2 separate regions of the Mus musculus genome follow, and region 1 is linked to region 2. A link is a contact called in public promoter capture Hi-C data. All regions are on one chromosome and are shown on one strand. The core of a region is the stretch at or near the end of the contact, and the rest is flanking DNA. Distances in the headings are between cores, read along the strand shown. Region 1 holds the start of Plek2 (pleckstrin 2). Region 2 holds the start of Plekhg3 (pleckstrin homology domain containing, family G (with RhoGef domain) member 3).

Region 1 (5,081 bases), core at 1,163-3,662, 2.4 Mb before region 2:
GCAGGGTTCATCCTGACAGATGACACAGCCTATGTCTCTGGTTCATGAGGAAATCAGCAGATTTCAAAAAAATACATATTTGATGCTGGTGTAGAGACTGGGATGCTGGTGAGGAGATCACAGGGGTGGGGATGGGGGCTTGTCTGGGAAGAAGCTTAGTAGTGAGGATTTACCACAGGTCTCGAATCCAGCACCCAGGAGACTGAAGCAGGAGGATCTTGTTAATGTTTTTTTAATTATTTATTTTATTTCATCTGCTTTAGTGTTTTGCCTACATATATCTGTGTGAGGGGTGTCATATTCCCTGGAACCAGAGTTACAGGCACGTTTTGTTGTTGTTGTTGTTGAGCTACCGTGTGGTTGCTGGGAATTAAATCCAGGTCCTCTGGAAAAGCAGTCAGTGCTCTTACCAGCTGAGCCATCTCTCCAGCCGGAGACAGGAGAATCTTAAGTGCAAGACCAGCCTGGCTTATATAATAAGACCCTGCCTCAAAAAAAGGTAACAAATACAAGACAGCTAAATCAGCCAGTATGGAAGTGATTGAATAGGTTATGACAAAGTCATAATGAAATTTTATGTAACTATTGAAATCATCCTTTTGAACCATTTTAGTGATTGGTTAAGTTGCTTGCTAGCTATTGGAAGTTAAAAAGTTAGGGCTCAATTTTTTAAAAAATGAGGCAGCGTTGCTGGGGGAGTGTCACTAGGGGTGGGCTTTGAGACTTGTCTTGCCTCGACCCACACTTCCAGCTCTGATTCTCCAGGGATAGGTGGTCATTCTGACAAACTCACTAAGCCAAAGTGCTCATTGTGAATAAGGATCTACTGGATGTAAACAGAGGATTCTTATCCAAAGCCAAAGGAATGACTCTCTAATTCACATTAGGCTATGAGTCATTGCATACAAACACTCATCTAACAGCTTTCTCTACTCACTGATACGTGATAGGCATTGCCTGGCCCTTCATAACTAAAAGGTGTCTGCCTGAGTCTGGAGGTTCCTTCCTCCTCCCCAAGTCCAAGCGTTCCTGCTGTCTGTTTTCTTCTGGTTGAGCTGGGTTTATGTCATCGCGGTTCCTTGGTAGGTTGGTGGTGCAGTCATGACAGACTGGGGAAGACAGAGGAGGTGAGTCACACTGAAGGTCCAGTGAATCAGACGGGGTGGGCTGGGACAGGGGTTTCCCTCAAAGGAAGCGCCTTAGCTGTTCCTGGGAGAAACACCACCAGGAGAAAAAACCAACTTCCCCCCTTTCAGAGAACCCACTTAAGAACCCGTTTTCTAAAGAAAAGGCCCAGTCCATGCCTCCTAAAAGGAGTAGACAGGTATAGGATCTGACTTTCCCAGCTTCTCCTACTCTGGGTTTGAGCCCTTCTGGTATTCGGAAGCACGATTTCTTCCAATGCCCTGGTGTGATATGGTTCCGAGTGACTTCAATGGCTTCAAGTTTCAGTTTCCTGGAAAACACATTATTTGCCTCCTGGAGTTGGGGTATAATTGCAAATAAAACCTAGCACTATTGGAAAGAGAATGGAACCTCTGTTGTCTTTGGATTTAAAATCTAGGAAGCTGTTACCTGGCAACACAACACTGCCAGATCTCTTGCTTTACAGGTGAAGATGTATGTTTGTCACAGACCGCAGGGGCATGTGGGGCAGAGCCCAGCATAGGGACACTAGGGTGTGCTGGGAGCCAGACTGAAGGGCATCTCTGTCTTTCCATTACCGGCAGTTCTCTCTCTCTCTCTAATCCAGACACCCCAGGGCCTTTGTCCTGCCTAGCAGGTGTTCCCTCTGCTGAGCAAAGATATCAGGGATTCTATGCAGATCAGCACCACTGTCGTTTTCTTGTTTCAGGTGCCAACATGATGTGGTAGAACGTTGTGTTGATTCTATCGGGATATTTTCTTCATCATAGGCGTTAATTTTTATTTTAAAATATCGTATTACAATATGACTTACACGGATGACTCGATTATTTTGCACGCTCTTTAAACTCACCCAGAATTGCTAAAATCTGATTCTTTTTGGTTGTTTGCTTTTGAGATGAGGATGGTGTGATGTACACATTGAGGTGAGAATGTGTTCTGTAGACTATGCCAGTCACCTTAAACTTGAGATTCTCGTACTTGCTCTATACACTCCTCTGCCTCTCAGGAAAGGCTCAGAACTATAGACAGAGGTCCAGGGTCGTGTTCTTGGGCGATCACCGCGGGCCGTGCGGGGTAGGGTTGGCACACTGGGCACCTGGCGTGGGAAGGTCGGAGCAGAAGTCCCGACCGGGCCAGACTTCCTGCCCGCAGGGCGGGAGGCTCTGGCACTGGATGTGCGCCAGGGGGCGTCTCCGGGAGGGAGTGGCTTCCTGGGCGCGGGCGGCGTCGGCGGTGGAGCGCGGGGACAGCTCACCTGGACTGGCGACATGGAGGACGGCGTGCTCAAGGAAGGCTTCCTCGTCAAGAGGGTGAGTGTGTTCTGGCCTCGCGCCCGCGTGGCCGTGGGGACAGCGGGGCGAGCAAGTGTTGGACAAGGTGACGAGCTGGCGAAGTGCTCCCACTGGCCAGCGGATCTGGCATGCACAGGCTGGTCCTGCTTGGTTCAGGGCTTACTCTCTCCGGTGGATCTCTTAAAACAATTTACTGGAATTGAGGGCGAAGCCAGGGACAGGACCCATGGTTAGCATACTCAAGGCCCTGGATTTGGTCCACAGCAACACACCACACACACACACACACACACACACACACACACACACACACACACACCACACCACACTGTATTAAAGTACCATAAAGTGGTGTGGGTGCAGGGTGGAGAGAGCATAGTTAAAAGGTACGGCTGGAAAGTAGGAATGACCTTCTGTGGTAGAGAGTTAACTGTGGCTGACCGCAGTTAAGAGTATATTCTCACGTAGCTAAGGGGATTTTAAATGTTTCCAACACCAAGAAACGTTAATAAATGTTTGAGGTGATGGAGCTGCCAGTTACCCTTATGCGATCATTGCATGCCGTGCCTATGATTGACAACCCAATGTATGTGCTCCATGCATATGCACAGCCATGTCTCAATTAAGTATGATATTGAAATATAAGGCACCATGGATATGCCGTGCAATTTACAGCTTGAAAGGAAAGAAGGCACCACCCTTCCCTCCCTCCCTCCCTCCCTCTTCTCTCTCTCTCTCTCTCTCTCTCTCTCTCTCTCTGCTCAAGACTGAGCATCAGCAAGGCGAAATAGCTTGTCTAGCGTAGGTGAGTATTAGATAGGACATGAACTCCATCCTTAGTCCTCCCTCATCACCCTTGTTGAAGAAGCAAGAGTCCAACCAGGGACAGTGGGACTCCCAGGATGCCTAGGGTCAAGGTAGAAAATGAACGAAAGAACCTAAAAGAGGAACTTTTACAGTTTGGTGCATTCAGAAAACCTTGGATTTGATCTCTAACTTCTAAAACAATTACTTTAACATTGATGTCAATACTGAATATTTATGTTAGTATAATAGCATGCATAGTATGCATATAGATATACATGTGTGTATGTGTATATATGTATACACACATATATGCATGTATTTGTATGTATATGTGTGTATATGTATGTATATGAGTATATATGCATGTATATGTGTGTATATGTGTGTATATGTATGTATATGTATGTGTATGTATATGTATATGTGTATATGCATATGTATGTATATGTGTGTATATGTATGCATATATATATGTATTGGCGGCTGAGCCCTTTGGCTACTGTTCTGGGCTGACAGTCTCAGGAAGCTTGGTGATGAAGGGTAAAAAACTGTCCTCCTCATTGGTTTACTGGGTTACATCAGCCCCATTAGCCCTGAAGGTTCAAGTCCCTTTCATCCTCTGTTTACAAGATATCTGTGTTGTTTTGCACAGTGTGTGATATGGGAGGTAAAGGAGAGGCAATGTTTCTTCAAAGCTACAAGCAAGGAGGGTGGGAAGCTGATGCCAGATCAGTGGACTGGTGTCCATCTGTCCAGAATTCCACGCTCACTTTGTGTCTTTGTCATATACATGGTAATATGGTTCATCCAGGTCACAGTGACAGCCTGTGGGGAATTTCTGACTCCCATTGCACTGCAGACTGTGAGATGTCCGAGCCTGTGTTATGTGGAGTTGCTTGGTAATTGCTAGGCTGAGGTAGAAGCCCGTGGAGGAGTGGGGCTACCTCCAGGTCAAGCCCTTCAGATAGGGCTTTGTGGGCCTCTGCCTGTTCCTGGAGTTCCCTACCTGACTCTCCACCATCACTACTATGCACAGACAGGGGAGGGCTGAGGCTCACCAGGACCCTGACACACTGAGGAGAAAGAAGGGTTGCCCTTCTCTTCTGGGAGGCCTGGGTTAGCATCCAGGGTGTCAGGAAGGGAGGGGTCACGTTTGTTCCTGCCCAGTGAGGGAGCTGGTTTGGGACCCCTGCTTGTGACCACTGCCTGCTCCCACTGCCACGTAAATCCACGTTCCTCTCACGTGGCAGCAGTAAGCCTGTGCCACTGGGGAAGTTACAGGGTCGTGATGGCACTGGGTGGTTTAGGAGAGTTCACAGCCCCAGGATGGCGAAGACCTGAGCTGGAAGCCAGAGAGTAGAACAGTCTCCTGGAAGGCTTAGCTGGAGGCAGGCAGGCAGGGGCATGATGGATTTGGCTCCTAATCCTGCCCAGACAAGAAAACCAAACTTAACACAAAACATAGGGCACTTGCCAAGCCTGGCTTTCAGGGAGAGGAGCAGCCCTGTGTGTGTGTGTGTGTGTGTGTGTGTGTGTGTGTGTGTGTGTGTGTGTGTGTGTGTGTTGGGGGGCGGGGAACACAGCTCTACGGTGTAGAGAGGTAAAACAGATGTTGCCACCAGGCTTGCCTCTTGCTCATCATGCCGACCTGGAAATGTCAACTGTAGGACTCCAGGACTCCATCTCAAGGAAAGGCAGGGAAATCTGTATTTGTTTGTTTTTTTGTTTTTGTTTTTGTTTTTGTTTTTTTTGAGACAGGGTCTCTTGTAGTCCACACTGGCCTCAAAAGTTCTGTGTGTTATGGGTGACCTTGAACTCCTTGATCCGTCGGCC
Region 2 (5,407 bases), core at 1,474-3,973:
CTTGTTTTCCGTCCACTTCCCCCAGTAGAATTCCACTCTGCCAGGTCAACAATTGCTAAAAAAAAAAAAAAAAACTATATTTCAGTCACTGCCGTGTTCCCTGGTGCCCTGTATTCATACATAGACGCTGCTAGATAAAAATGGATGAATAAATAAAATAGATCTAAGATGCATGGATGTAGGAAGGAGGAGGGAAAGAGGACAACAGAGATGGTATGTACCCGGCAGTACTGGAGGCCTCGGGATGAGCCTCCCGGGTCTGTCGGACCTGGGGGCTCCAGAAGAGCTTTCCTTCAGTCTGTAGTAATGCCAAGCCCTGTCCTGGGGAAGGAGGGTAATGAGTAGGGAGGGCTTCTGTACTTTAACAAAGGCCTCTGGACATGCAGCTGGCCAGAGAGGCGGGACAGAGCAGTGGCCTGGGCCGGAGAACAGCCCGGGATGGCTGGACTGAAGTCAGCCCTCAGTGCAGCTGCAAAGACAACACCTCCCATCACCATGGTCCTCCCCACCCACAACACAACAGAGAGCAGCTTCACAGTTAACCCTCCAGGGCAAGTCACGGCTTGTGGCACCCTCCAGTCTCAGGACCAGAACCTGTACAGGGTGGTGAGTGGGGTGGGAATAGCAAGCCCTACATCTGGGACCAGCACCTTCCTCCCTTCCCTCCGGGTCTGGCCATCGCTCAGGCCGTGGCCTTTGGCCTGTTCTAAGCATAAACACGGTGACCCTGAGATAGCAGCGGGTTTGGTAAAGTCAATATTTACTCTGGGACTATGATATTACAAGCCAGAGAGAGTGTAAACTGCCACAATTGGCTCCTGGTGTCCACCATCTCCTGTGTCACACATGGGGTATAACCAGCAAACATGTAAGGGCTCCTTGTAGCCACTACACAGCTATTTTTTTTTTTTGATAGGAGTTTATGGACTACTTCTCATACACCCTTCTCCCCTTTATTGTTACCACATCCCCTATAAAGAAAAAAGGCTGCTCTGTATGGAAACTGAGTCAGAAAAGATAAGTGAGTGAGGAGAGGGTGAGATCTGGCTTCAGGCCAATCATGTAAGAAAAAAAGCCTCAGACCCGATCAGTCTCTGATGTGACGCAATACAGCCAGCATTAAACCTCTAGCAAAAATCCTGTCGGACTCTCAGCCCAGTGGTCTTCCCACTCTCCTAGTCGGGCCACCTCTGATAAAAAGTCAATAGAAAAGCCCCAAGGCCACTCTAAAACAGACTACCACCCTTATCAGCCCAGACTAAGTGAAGGGGTGAAAGCGGATTTCCAGCACCAGCGGGAAAGTCCAGAGAGTGCGGCCAGCAGAGGCAAGCAGGCATTTAGTAGTCTGTCTACATGAGAGATGGGGTCTGTGAGCCATCCAGTGAGCCCAGAACCATAAGGAATAACAGCAGCGCCACAGTTGGCTTTCTGGTATTTAGTCCCTAGGTTTTATGCTGAGCATCTATAACACAAGATTCCAGTTTAGCAGAGGGACTGGGGAAGGCCAGGCACAGCAGGGAACATCGCCTCTCCCTCTCAGGCTGTCATTTTACTCCACACTAATTATTTCTGAAGGGTTCATTGTGACTGGAATGCACTCTTGAACAAGCACAGTTTGGAAGACTGGGAACCCTAAGACTAGGGTTCTCTGTAAGGTGCTCTAGTACTGATCGGTTGCTGGGAGGGTTAACAATCTTAACAGCCCTTAATCTACCAAGAGTTTAGCGACTCTAGACGATATACTCTCACCCAACTTTTAGCACCACCTCGCAGCGCCGCTTTCTCCACCCTCCAACCATCATGCGGCTTGTTCCGGTTTTTTTTTCCCCCCTTTGTTTTCAAAAGTAGCCGCAGAATAAATCGTTACCACCAAAGGAGCATCTTGAACGACTGAAGCTTGAAGCTTCCCAAATCAAAGGTCTGAGAGAAGGGTGTGAATAACCAAACCAGTTGAAGGGAGTGAAGGAGAGGCTGTTAGGGGCAGCATCAAGGGGCTCTAGATTTGCAGCTCCTGGACACTTGGCTTCTGACACCCACTCTAATCCTCCTGGACATGCAGCTGAGATTCCCAGAAGCACGGTGTGGCACCAACCCAGAACAGACTGAGTGCCTGCGCACTCCTGGGCTGGCGGGACCAGAGGCGAGTCCTTCTAGAAGAGCCCACAGTCTCAGGCAAGCACTAGCCCACGGGCGTCAGGGCACACAAGGAAGGGGTGGCGGGAATGTCGAGAGCTGCCCGGATTTCAAACTCTGCAAAGCCTATGCTGCTTTGGTTTCCGGGGTGGGGATAAAAAGTGACTCCCCTTACGACCTTCCCGCGACCCAACCTCCTCCGAGTGTGTCCGAGGCAGCTCGGGGCCAGGTCCTCATCCCACAGAGGGCTAGCCTGGGGTCTCCGCAGAGCGCTGCCACTCAGCCAATCGAGCATGGGCAAAGAGAGAAAGGCAAACCTAGGGACACTCACCAAGCGGTGGCCGCCCCGCCGGCTCGCGACGCGCCAGGCGCGCGGGGCTGCCCAGGTGGCGCCGCGAAGCGGGCTCGAGTTTGAAAGTCGCTCTCGGAAGCGGCAGAGGCCGCCGGCCGCTCCCGCCCACGGCTGGCCGCCCCGCGGTCCCAGCCTCTGCTCGCTGCGAGCACCAGACGCCGGGGGACCCCCGAAATGCGCACGGTTCCCCAGCACCGGGCAGGAAGTTGCGGCCGGAGTCCAGGCTGCGGCGGGAGGGAGGGAGGGAGAGAGAGAGGGAGAGGGAGGGAGCCAGGGAGGGGCGGACCAGGAATGTTTCCAGTGGGTGGAGACTGCGCTCGCGGCTGCGATCCAGCAATTGGCGGCTCTGGGGGGCCCGGGGGAACCTTCGCGGCGGTGCGAGCGAGCTGTGGCTCCCGCTGTAGACAGCGGCCGCCGTGGCTAATGATTAACGCGCGTGGCCCGCCGTGTGGGTCCCGCTGGCCGCCTCCCCTTGCCACCTGGAACTCTGGGATCCCAAGGCGCACGTGGTGGGGTTACTCTAGTGCCACCGCCCTGATATCACGCCGAGAGGGCAACGAAAGCCTCCAGACCAGGTTCCGACCAGAGAGGACTCGGAGCCCAGCCACCTAGACTTTCCCAGGAGAAGCGCAGGTCTAGGTGGCAAGGGCGTCCTGGTCCTACTGGAGCAGGTCACCACGACCGCTGAGTCAGAAAGGCACGTCTCGAATTCCTCGCCGAAACTAGGTTTCGGTGGCTCTTTACAGTTGTAAAATCTTACCTTCTGAGGAGAAAGAGATAAGAAGCGCATAACTTGGGGCGGGGCGGGGCGCGGCGCTCAGTGGGACTGTTAATGAGAAAAACTGATCGAGGAACCTGAATGTCAGTGGACCCCATTTTGAGTGCGATCTATCAACAAAAGGCATGTACCGGGAAATTAGGGGATGGGAAAATTGGGGGATGATTAGCACAAGCACATAGAATACAAACCAGTTAGATTTTGAGCAAGAACATAAATCTTTTGTGTGGTTTTTGTTTTTGAAGCAGGATTTCAATTATCTGAGACTGGCAGAGGGTAATCTTGAGAGTAATGGTTCTCCACCCTCTATCTCCGGAGTGCTGGGATTACTGGTGTGCACCACCACGCCCTAATTATTGTTTTTATTTTATTTTTTGATTTGAAACAGGCCCACACTTTGTAGCCCAAGCTAGCCCAGAACTCTTGAGTGATCCCCCAGAGTGCTAGAATTATAGGTGTGCGCTACTACACCTCACTAAGAATAAATCTTTCATTGGTAAAGATCTTAGGGGAGGTAGCATTAGATGCTGTCCCCAGTACGCACCATGAAGAGGGGTAGGAGATGGGAGCCCAGTGTGAGATCACAGAAGAAGTAGGACTCCTGCGTTAAACGATGGCACCAGGTTCTTGGAACAGGAATGGAGAATCGACCCCAGTAACTCAGCATTTAGACCGCCAAGTGTAGACAAGTGAAAATCCTAAATAGCTTATAAAATCCCCTCCTCCACCACTGCCCTCAAAAAAAAAAAAAAAAAAAGCTGCCCCAGGGAAAAGCAAGCACCTAGTGATTTACGGGGAGGGGCGGGGCAGAGAGAGAGGAAATGGCTTTCAGGTGACTTTGAAACGGGATCCCTGGGAAGAGTAAAGATTAAAGTAGTCCTTGCTCCTGACTGCGGGAGGGCCAGAAAGTAAGGCTCACGTTACTTAGTCCACAGGTTAGGCTTGAAGAGCGGCAGACTAGAGGACAGCACTGGTGAGAAACAAGATTACCCGGGAACGGGGGAGAGAGATAAAACTACGGGGTGGGATGGGAAAGGGAGAAGCCCCACTCCTTCCCACCTCGAACTTTCTGGGTTTCTGGTTTCTTCTCTAATCTGTTAAATCTTACCAGTCCTTTCCTACTAATCTTAAACTCCCAACTTCCAAAGACGTCCCCCAGCCCCAATCCAGAGATTTAAAACTTTTGAATGTATGACTGGCTCCTTAGCTAGAAAAGAAAAATAAAATGTTGATGATAGTAATGGTTAGGGAATGGTGCTACCAAGTGCACTGCACTTTATAATCACTAAGGCAGGAATACACTTACTCCCATTTTGCAGGAAGAATACTGAGGCTCTAAGGATGGAGCAGTCTGGCCAAGATCAATTGCATCAAGGGGCGTAGTCTGAGGGGGCGACACTGGAGTGCTTACTGTGTTAACCTTTGAGCATTTTACAAGAACAATTGCGGTTACAGGAGAAACTGAGGCTTGGTCATACTGCTAGTGGGTGGTAGAGCTGGGAGTTTCTACCCACAGGGAAAACTGCATTTAGCCAGCCAGCTCTTTCTCCACTTCCTTCTAGACACTTGTTAGTCCATTCTGAACTTGATTCTAAAGCCTCGAGTTGTTTCTAATTGCTTTAATTTATATGCCCATTTCCTGAAAAGATTGTAATCTTACTATGCAGAACTTGTAAGAAGCATTCAATAAGGCCATGCTGGAGCCAGATGAAACAAGCAAGATTTTATAAAAAATCAGTTTCCTACCTCCAAGCCTCCAAGAGTCAGTGTCAGGACCAGGGTCTCAAGCCGAGCCGCAGCCCCCTTCTCAGCGTTGAGCCTTTCTGCCTTCCCACCAGCTCTTGCTTCAGCGAGCGGCCTCGCCCTGCTATTAAATCATTTATTATTATAATAACACCTTGAGTCTCAGTAATGCCTTTAATCTGAGGTCTCAGGGTGTCTAACAAATACAAATTAATTCATCATCTCAGCCCCTCCACTTGGAAGGGAGAATGGAGGTGTTCTCCCTAGTTTATGGATGAGAAAACCAAACAACCAGAGTCAAGATGACTCACAGGGAACCAATGCAGTTTCTCATCCCTTGCCTCTGACCGCCTGCTACCAAGCCTCGCATGAAAGCTTCAAATCCCAGACGCCAAGGCCAT

What was found. Promoter capture Hi-C pulls out the DNA fragments that hold promoters and counts their contacts.
Region 1: a contact with region 2 is called in a promoter capture Hi-C map of liver, with 4 times the contacts expected there. The contact joins the promoter of Plek2 here to the promoter of Plekhg3 in region 2. A contact is called at or near these places in 2 of 39 promoter capture datasets (frontonasal cranial neural crest and liver) and 1 of 9 other capture datasets (embryonic stem cells).

What each region holds. Positions count from the first base shown.
Region 1 is chr12:78,904,269-78,909,349 of GRCm38.p6, reverse strand. Plek2 (pleckstrin 2) reads left to right here and starts at 2,412. Exons shown (of 9, transcript NM_013738.3): 1 at 2,412-2,459. The coding sequence starts at 2,418.
Region 2 is chr12:76,530,876-76,536,282 of GRCm38.p6, reverse strand. Plekhg3 (pleckstrin homology domain containing, family G (with RhoGef domain) member 3) reads right to left here and starts at 2,723. Exons shown (of 19, transcript NM_153804.4): 1 at 2,465-2,723. It overlaps Mir5135 (microRNA 5135), which reads left to right and starts at 3,071; the gene lies at 3,071-3,149.